Linked DNA regions of Mus musculus: region 1 is linked to region 2. Evidence: chromatin contacts called from public HiChIP or PLAC-seq data. All regions are on one chromosome and are shown on one strand. Each heading gives the region's core, a stretch centred on a gene start, on an enhancer-like site or on the middle of the called end of the contact. The rest is flanking DNA. Distances are from core to core; before and after follow the strand shown. Region 1 overlaps Mgat5 (mannoside acetylglucosaminyltransferase 5). Region 2 has its middle 70 kb from the start of Mgat5.

Evidence for each region. HiChIP or PLAC-seq counts read pairs in DNA pulled down with a chosen protein or histone mark.
Region 1: an H3K27ac HiChIP or PLAC-seq map of T-cell acute lymphoblastic leukemia shows a contact between it and region 2, with 7 times the contacts expected there. The contact joins two enhancer-like sites. A contact is called at or near these places in 2 of 484 Hi-C or Micro-C datasets (bone marrow-derived macrophages and cortical glia), 1 of 115 datasets of contacts at active chromatin or transcription factors (T-cell acute lymphoblastic leukemia) and 1 of 9 other capture datasets (embryonic stem cells).

The regions. Positions count from the first base shown.
Region 1 is chr1:127,457,055-127,460,444 of GRCm38.p6, forward strand. Mgat5 (mannoside acetylglucosaminyltransferase 5) reads left to right here. Exons shown (of 18, transcript NM_145128.3): 14 at 2,782-2,928. All of the region lies in intron 2 of Gm41947 (a long non-coding RNA gene), which reads right to left. Among named protein-coding and RNA genes, the nearest start is that of Gm41947, 21 kb to the right of the region's middle. Within about 2 kb of position 2,062, at least 44 of the 459 cell types and tissues checked have an H3K27ac peak or open chromatin away from gene starts, as enhancers often do. A contact at or near this core is called in T-cell acute lymphoblastic leukemia and cortical glia, where this site is marked.
Region 2 is chr1:127,133,649-127,136,759 of GRCm38.p6, forward strand. No RefSeq gene overlaps it. Among named protein-coding and RNA genes, the nearest start is that of Mgat5, 70 kb to the right of the region's middle. Within about 2 kb of position 1,848, at least 18 of the 459 cell types and tissues checked have an H3K27ac peak or open chromatin away from gene starts, as enhancers often do. A contact at or near this core is called in T-cell acute lymphoblastic leukemia and cortical glia, where this site is marked.

The DNA of each region.
Region 1 (3,390 bases), core at 812-3,311, 320 kb after region 2:
AGACCAGCAAGCCCCAGCAGTGTCCTGTCCCCACCCACACAGTACTGGAGTTGCAGGAGCATGTGACCACACCCAGAGTTTTACCTGAGTGATGAGGATTCAAACTCAGGAACAAGTAGTGTTGCCCACCAGGCTCTCTCCCCAGGCCTGGTTGCTTTCTTGTCTTGCATTTCTCTCTTCTGTGGTAAAGAAATTTATAGGGGTATAGTGGAAATAAATATGGGCTCCTCAGAAAGAAAGGAGACAAGAGACAGAGGTCGGGGAAGGAAGGGAGGGAGGAAGTGCTGCAAGTAGGCACAGTGATGGATCAAGAGAAAGGGCAAGGGGACATGGTGAGGTGTGTGAAAGACTGTCTGTGGGCAGAAGCTTCTGAGTGGAGATGCTGAGTTCTCTCTACCTAGGCTGCGCTTATTCAACTCTTAGAGATGCTATGCGACCTTCATACATGTGCTCCATTGTGCTGTCACAGGTAATGAGTACATAGGAACTAAGGGAAAATTGCTTACTGACAGCTGATAGAAAACTGTTATTTCAGTGTTTCAAGGACATACGTCAGTGCATGTCACCTTAACTAGTGTGACAAGAAAACTCATTGCTAAGAAATGGTGTGGCGTTTGCTTAAGAGTCCTTGACAGATGGTGATTGAGGCTTGGGGAGCTGTTGCAAAGTGTTTAGTGCTGCATGTATGTATGCATATGTGTGTGTGTGTTCGCATATATGAAAGCAGCTACATGAATGCCACACTGTGCATGTGAACATCAGACAAAAACTTCAGGTCTTCATTCTCCTCCCCAATCTTGTTTGAAATGGGGTGGCTACTGTTCACCATTGCGTATGCCCAACAAGCTAGCCTTCAGGCTCCAAAGGATTCTCCCATCACACTGTAGGAGCCTGGGATTGCACATACATGCTCCTGCATCCAGCTCTGTCGGGCTCTGGGGATCTGAGTTCAGGTTGCTGATGCTTGCACAGCAAGCACTTCTTTGCCCACTGTGCTGTCTCCCCAGCCCCCTCAAGTGTTTATGTGTACTGAGATACTCTGGGCCAGGAGGGCCTAGGAGTTGGTGCAAATTATTATTCAGATATAATTAAACTTAGGTCACATTTGAGTTCATCAAGCAATAGCCGCTCATCCTTTATTTAGTAGATTCAGATTGGTTGATCTAAAAGGAGATCACATGGCCCACCAGGATTCTCTGTTGGAATGGCTAAGGCATGTGCTGCTCCCATCTCTCCCAGGGTTGTTTATGACAGTGTAGGGTTAAGGAGGCTATCAGCACTCCTTGGCAGACACAATGCTCAGAGGTGGAGAAACACTCTGGGCTCCAGCATCTCTCCTTAAACCTGCCAAGACCCTGCCTGTCTTGCCTAGCACCTTCTTCTTAGAGTCGAAAAGAGCCAGAGTGCCTGATGCAGTCCTGTGTCCGCAGCTGTTAGGGTCAGGTCTGGGCCCTGGCAGCCCTAACATGCACGGCAGGCTCAGCCATGTTTCCTCAATGGGTCAACAAAAGAGGTCAATGGCAGTGAAGAGCAAAGAGAGTTACATTGTAGCCACACTGGGGAGAGAAACAAAGAAAGAGGTCTAGTGCCTCCCAAGTTCATCTTTGGAGTTCTGACACAGCGAGGACAAGCAGTGTTCCCACCACTACCACCCCTGCCAGGCCAGCACCAGACAACTCTTCTCCCAGTGTGAGACTCAGGGGAAATCCCAGTTCCGTGGGGCTCCTGGTTTCTATGTCTGGTTGCCAAAGGGAGGGGCACTAATGTCTCTTTATCTCTAAAATATCTTCATTCCAGCCTGAATGGCTACATTACTTGGTGGAAATGACCTGGGTCTTTCTGAACACGAGAGAGCAAGGAACCTCAGCATTTGCCACCCTACCTCACACCCACCAGGCACGAGACACCCATGTCCCCTTGTCACTTGGTGTGTTTAAGACTTGGCTTCTGCGTGTGGGCATAGAGAGCCAGGATTGGACCCTGCCTGGTGACTGCCACTCACAGCACACTGTCCCCTGTACCTGGTATGCACAGAGACTTGCATTTTGTGCACCTTACAGACCCTTGCCTGAGCATCCCTTTGTCCCAGCAGCTTCGGGCCACTGTGGGCTTTCTAAGGACCGTTAGCTTGTTTCTGCTGCCATCTACCGTCCATCTAGGGAAACTTGAGGTTTTGCTAGCTTGGGAGGGAAACTGGGAAATTGCAGTTTGAAACCTCTGCTCCCACAGAAGAAAAAGCAAAACCAGCCAGCTAGTGGTGTCCCCAGTGAGAACGCTATCATAAAACCCATGTTTACTGACCTCCCAAGGTCGAAAGCAGTTTCATTTGAACTGTAATCAAACCGCCAAGTGACCTTTCTGTTCCTGGCCCCCAGAGTCCCTGAAAGAGCCTGTTGTTCCCTGCTTGAGTGAAGAAACCTTCTGTTTAGTTAAGCAAGTGTTTTTCTAGTTATGTCGCCTGCTGAGTGACAGAAAGAGGATTGTTGGGTCCTGGGTTTTATTGTTGGTTTTGATTTACACTCTTGCCCTCCCTGCCCCTCAGTCCCTGACATTTTTTTTTTCACATCAGAAAAGGAGATGGGAACAAGGCAAGTTCCTTTGCAGGCCCTTGCACATGTTATTCTGCATATCCTGGTATACGCCCCTTCTCTTTGTCGCAAGTCACCCACCTGGAGATCTAAGACCCCTGCAAAACATCAGAGGCAGCCACAGAAACAGACCGCAGGAGCTGAGAGGCAGTCTGACTGGTATCTCCATGTGATGTCTTTTCCTGTCTTACAGCTGTTCGTTGGGCTCGGATTCCCTTATGAAGGCCCAGCTCCCCTGGAGGCCATCGCGAATGGATGTGCTTTCCTGAACCCCAAGTTCAACCCTCCCAAAAGCAGCAAAAACACAGACTTCTTCATTGGCAAGCCAACACTGAGAGAGGTGAGTATCTCTTTTATGCTTCTGGGTTTGTGTGTGCATATGGTCCTCCTGTGTGTGCATGCATGCACACATGAAGGTATGCACACGTGTACAGACATGCATGTGGAGGCCAGAGGTTGAAGTGAGTGTGGGGTCTTCCTCCCTCCATCTCCACTTTATCCACTAAGCCAGGGTCTTTCCCTGAACTCAGAGCTCACTGATTTGACCACTCCGGCTCTCCAGCTTGCTCTGGGATGTCATGCCCACCCTGCATCTTTGGCGTGTGTGGAGGAGTTCCACACAGGTTCTCATGCTCACACAGAGAGCTCCTGTCCTTTGAGCAAAGCCTCCAACTCCCACCCTAACTCTGCTTCTCATGATCCTGGGTGTCCTGGTCTAATCCCATCTAACAGCTAGAATGAGTGAGGAGGCCACGGGGAGTGCTTGCTCGCCTCTCCACTGTACCTGGTGAAGAGCGAAGGA
Region 2 (3,111 bases), core at 598-3,097:
GGAAGCGTCTTAGGAACTGGGACCACACACAAAATCAGATAGTGGTGTTGATGAGATGAAACAGTCAGGAACGTGCTTGCTGCACAGGTATAAGAACCTGGGGTCACATTGGACACACAAACTTTATATGCCCCAGAACAGGGGAACGCCAGGGCCAAAAAGGGGGAGTGGGCGGGTAGGGGAGTGGGGGTGGGTGGGTATGGGGGACGTTTGGTATAGCATTGGAAATGTAAATGAGCTAAATACCTAATAAAAAATGGGAAAAAAAAAAAAAAGAACCTGGGGTCAGTCACCAGGATCTGTATAAAGAAGCCTGTCGTCATGGTATGTGGATATAATCTCAGGCTGAGGGGGTAGAGACAGGCAGATCTCTAGGGTCTCTACCCAGCCAGCCTAGTCAAATCAGGGAAATATGAGAGACTTCATCTTTAAAAGCAAGATTGTTGTGTGATAGACTTTACACATACGTTGACCCAAGACATGAACAAAACAGCCCATAACAGAACCAAAGTACAGTTACCACCAAAGTCCAACTTGATGAACCCATAAGTTGTATTGGGGTTACTTACAGGAATATGGATGAGGGATTACTTCCAGGAGTATAAATGACTCCAATACAGCTGCTTCACCAAAGCCCACCCCAGCATGGGTGACAACTCACAAAAGCTGGAAATCTGGAGCACACTGCACAGCCCGTGGGCAGCTCAATAGGCTGGAGAGTGTCCCTGCCAGGTGGCTAAGCTGGCCTGAGCCCCTTTCAGACAGCAGGGCTGGTCTCTGCTTCTTCCAGACAGCTGGGCTAGTCTCTGCCTTTGCAGCTTGTCCTGTCTATCAGTGACTTTCAGTAATCTTTGTTGTTTACCCTGGGGAGGGTGGAGCTTAGTGAATCTGGTCTGTTTCAGGGATTTCCCTGAAGCTATCTGAGTTGTTTACCATTTTGTCTTAAGGAGCATTGCTACAGAAGGAGGTGTTTTGATCCTAGAAGAAAACTGAGCTAGATTGCCCCTGAGGATAGCTTCTGGCATGTACATAAATATGCACATACTCACATATATTACATACATACACAGAGAGAGAGAGAGAGAGAGAGAGAGAGAGAGAGAGAGAGAGAGAGAGAGAGAGAGAGAGAGAGAGCAATGAATTCCAGCCCAAGGACTCACTAGCAGGGAAGAGTTCCTTTAGGTATTTTAAAGGAGTAAGGAACACCTGCCCAAGGACTGACACCTGAGCTCAGGACCCCACTAAGAAGTTTAAGTGATCCAGTGTCCAGAATATTCTTTCATCTAGAAGGAGGACTAGGGCAGGAGAGGAATAAGGGAAGGGTTCTGACATCACCATGAATATATTAGAAAAGAATAGTCCTCTTTGTGGGATAGATAATTGTCCTATTTAGGGAGCAATTTTACGTCATTAAGATAGGCTAGAAGGACCATGCCATCTGAATGACTTGGCATCTCTGGGATTCCATGCATTTGAGACAATAGTTATGCCAGAATGACAGAAATAATAATCTTTGGATAAACCTGGCAGGTGAACCAGTGATAGATCTCATGTGAGCAGAAAAAACCCACATCAGGGCACACTGTGGACCGTTTCATCCTGTATGTTTAGGTCAGGGGGTGGCTGCCTTCAGAGACAGAGAGGGAGAGCTGAGGGCAGGAAACACAAAGGGAAACTGCTGTGGCCAGTGTCTGGGGGCCAGGAGGTTTGAAGGGGCTTCTCTCTGTGACTGCTACACTTCACACCAGCAGGAGGCACCCTTCCCAACATGCTCTAAAGAAATGGTCCTCTTAGAGTTGTAGTTCCTGTTTCTCTGTCAAGAAGGACATGAGTTGAGGATCAAAATTAGGAACTGAGGCATGTCACTCCTCTCCGTGAAGGCTTAAGCAGCCTTCTATGTGATCACAGACACACCACAGACCAGATCAAGTACTTGGGGGTGGGGGGTGTAGGAAGCAGGGGTAAGGGGTGGCTCAGCCCAAGAAGTCTCTCTTCCTAACCCATCATTTCCTCCCCCATCCCCACCCCTGCCCCAACCAGGGAAGGTAGAACCATCCAGGCAGTCCAAGGAGCAGCTATGAGAAATGGCAGGAAGGGGAAGTGCCAAGAAGGGGGTCTTCTGCACTCTGCTGCTACTGTCGAGTGGAGGCAGCATTTATAGGGCAGGGGTTCCCGGAAGTGATGTGGCTTAGGAACCGGCCTAGGCTTTCTGGGGACTAAGAGAAGGAGGAAAACATCCACTGTCAGGGAAGAACACATCAGACTTCCTTCTTTTAAAATATTCCAGTGGGAGGGCTTCTTTGAAAGGAAGTTAACAATTGGGGTACAAACCTTTCACAACTAGAAGAGGGAAGTGGAATTCTTGTTGTCAACAAGACTTGAGACATCACATTTTATTACTGCTCTAAAAAGAAATCAATTAAGCTGAACCTGGTAGTTCACAAGGGACCTGCTTCTCCCTCTCCCCCTCGACCCCTCTCCCTGCCCCTCTCCCCTCTCTCTTCCCCTCTTTACCACTCCCTCTTTCCCTTCTCCCTCCCCTCTCCTCCCTCTTCCATCTCTCACTTCCCTCTCTCTTTCCTCCCTCCCCTTTTCCATCTCCATCCTCTTCTTTCCCTCTCCCTCTCCTTCTGCCACTGTCCTGCCTAGCCTCCCAAGAGTTTGCCTGAGTCAGCCACCATAGCCTGGACACATTATAGAAACCGGAAGCAGACTAAAGAAACCACAGCCTTCAAGAGAAATGACGTTATGGCAACCTTCAAAGATTAAGTAGGAATGTACAGGTAGCTAGCTCAGTTGGTAGAGTGCTTGCCTAGCATGAACAGATTTGGGTCCCATCCCCAGCTCCACACAAACCAGGTGTGATCCACCTGTAGTCCCAGCACATGGGAGGTGAAGCAGTAAGAACAGGATCATCTTTTCATATTGGGTTTTAGGCCAGCCTGGGTCTTAGTTACTTTTCTATTGCTGTGAAAAGACATCTTGTCCAAGGCAACTTATAGAAAAAAGAGTTTATTGGGGCTTACAATTTCAGAGGTGAGTCTATGACGGTCATGAGAAGAGTGTGGCAGTAGATAGGCAGGCAGTCATGATGCTGAAGCAAAAGCCGAG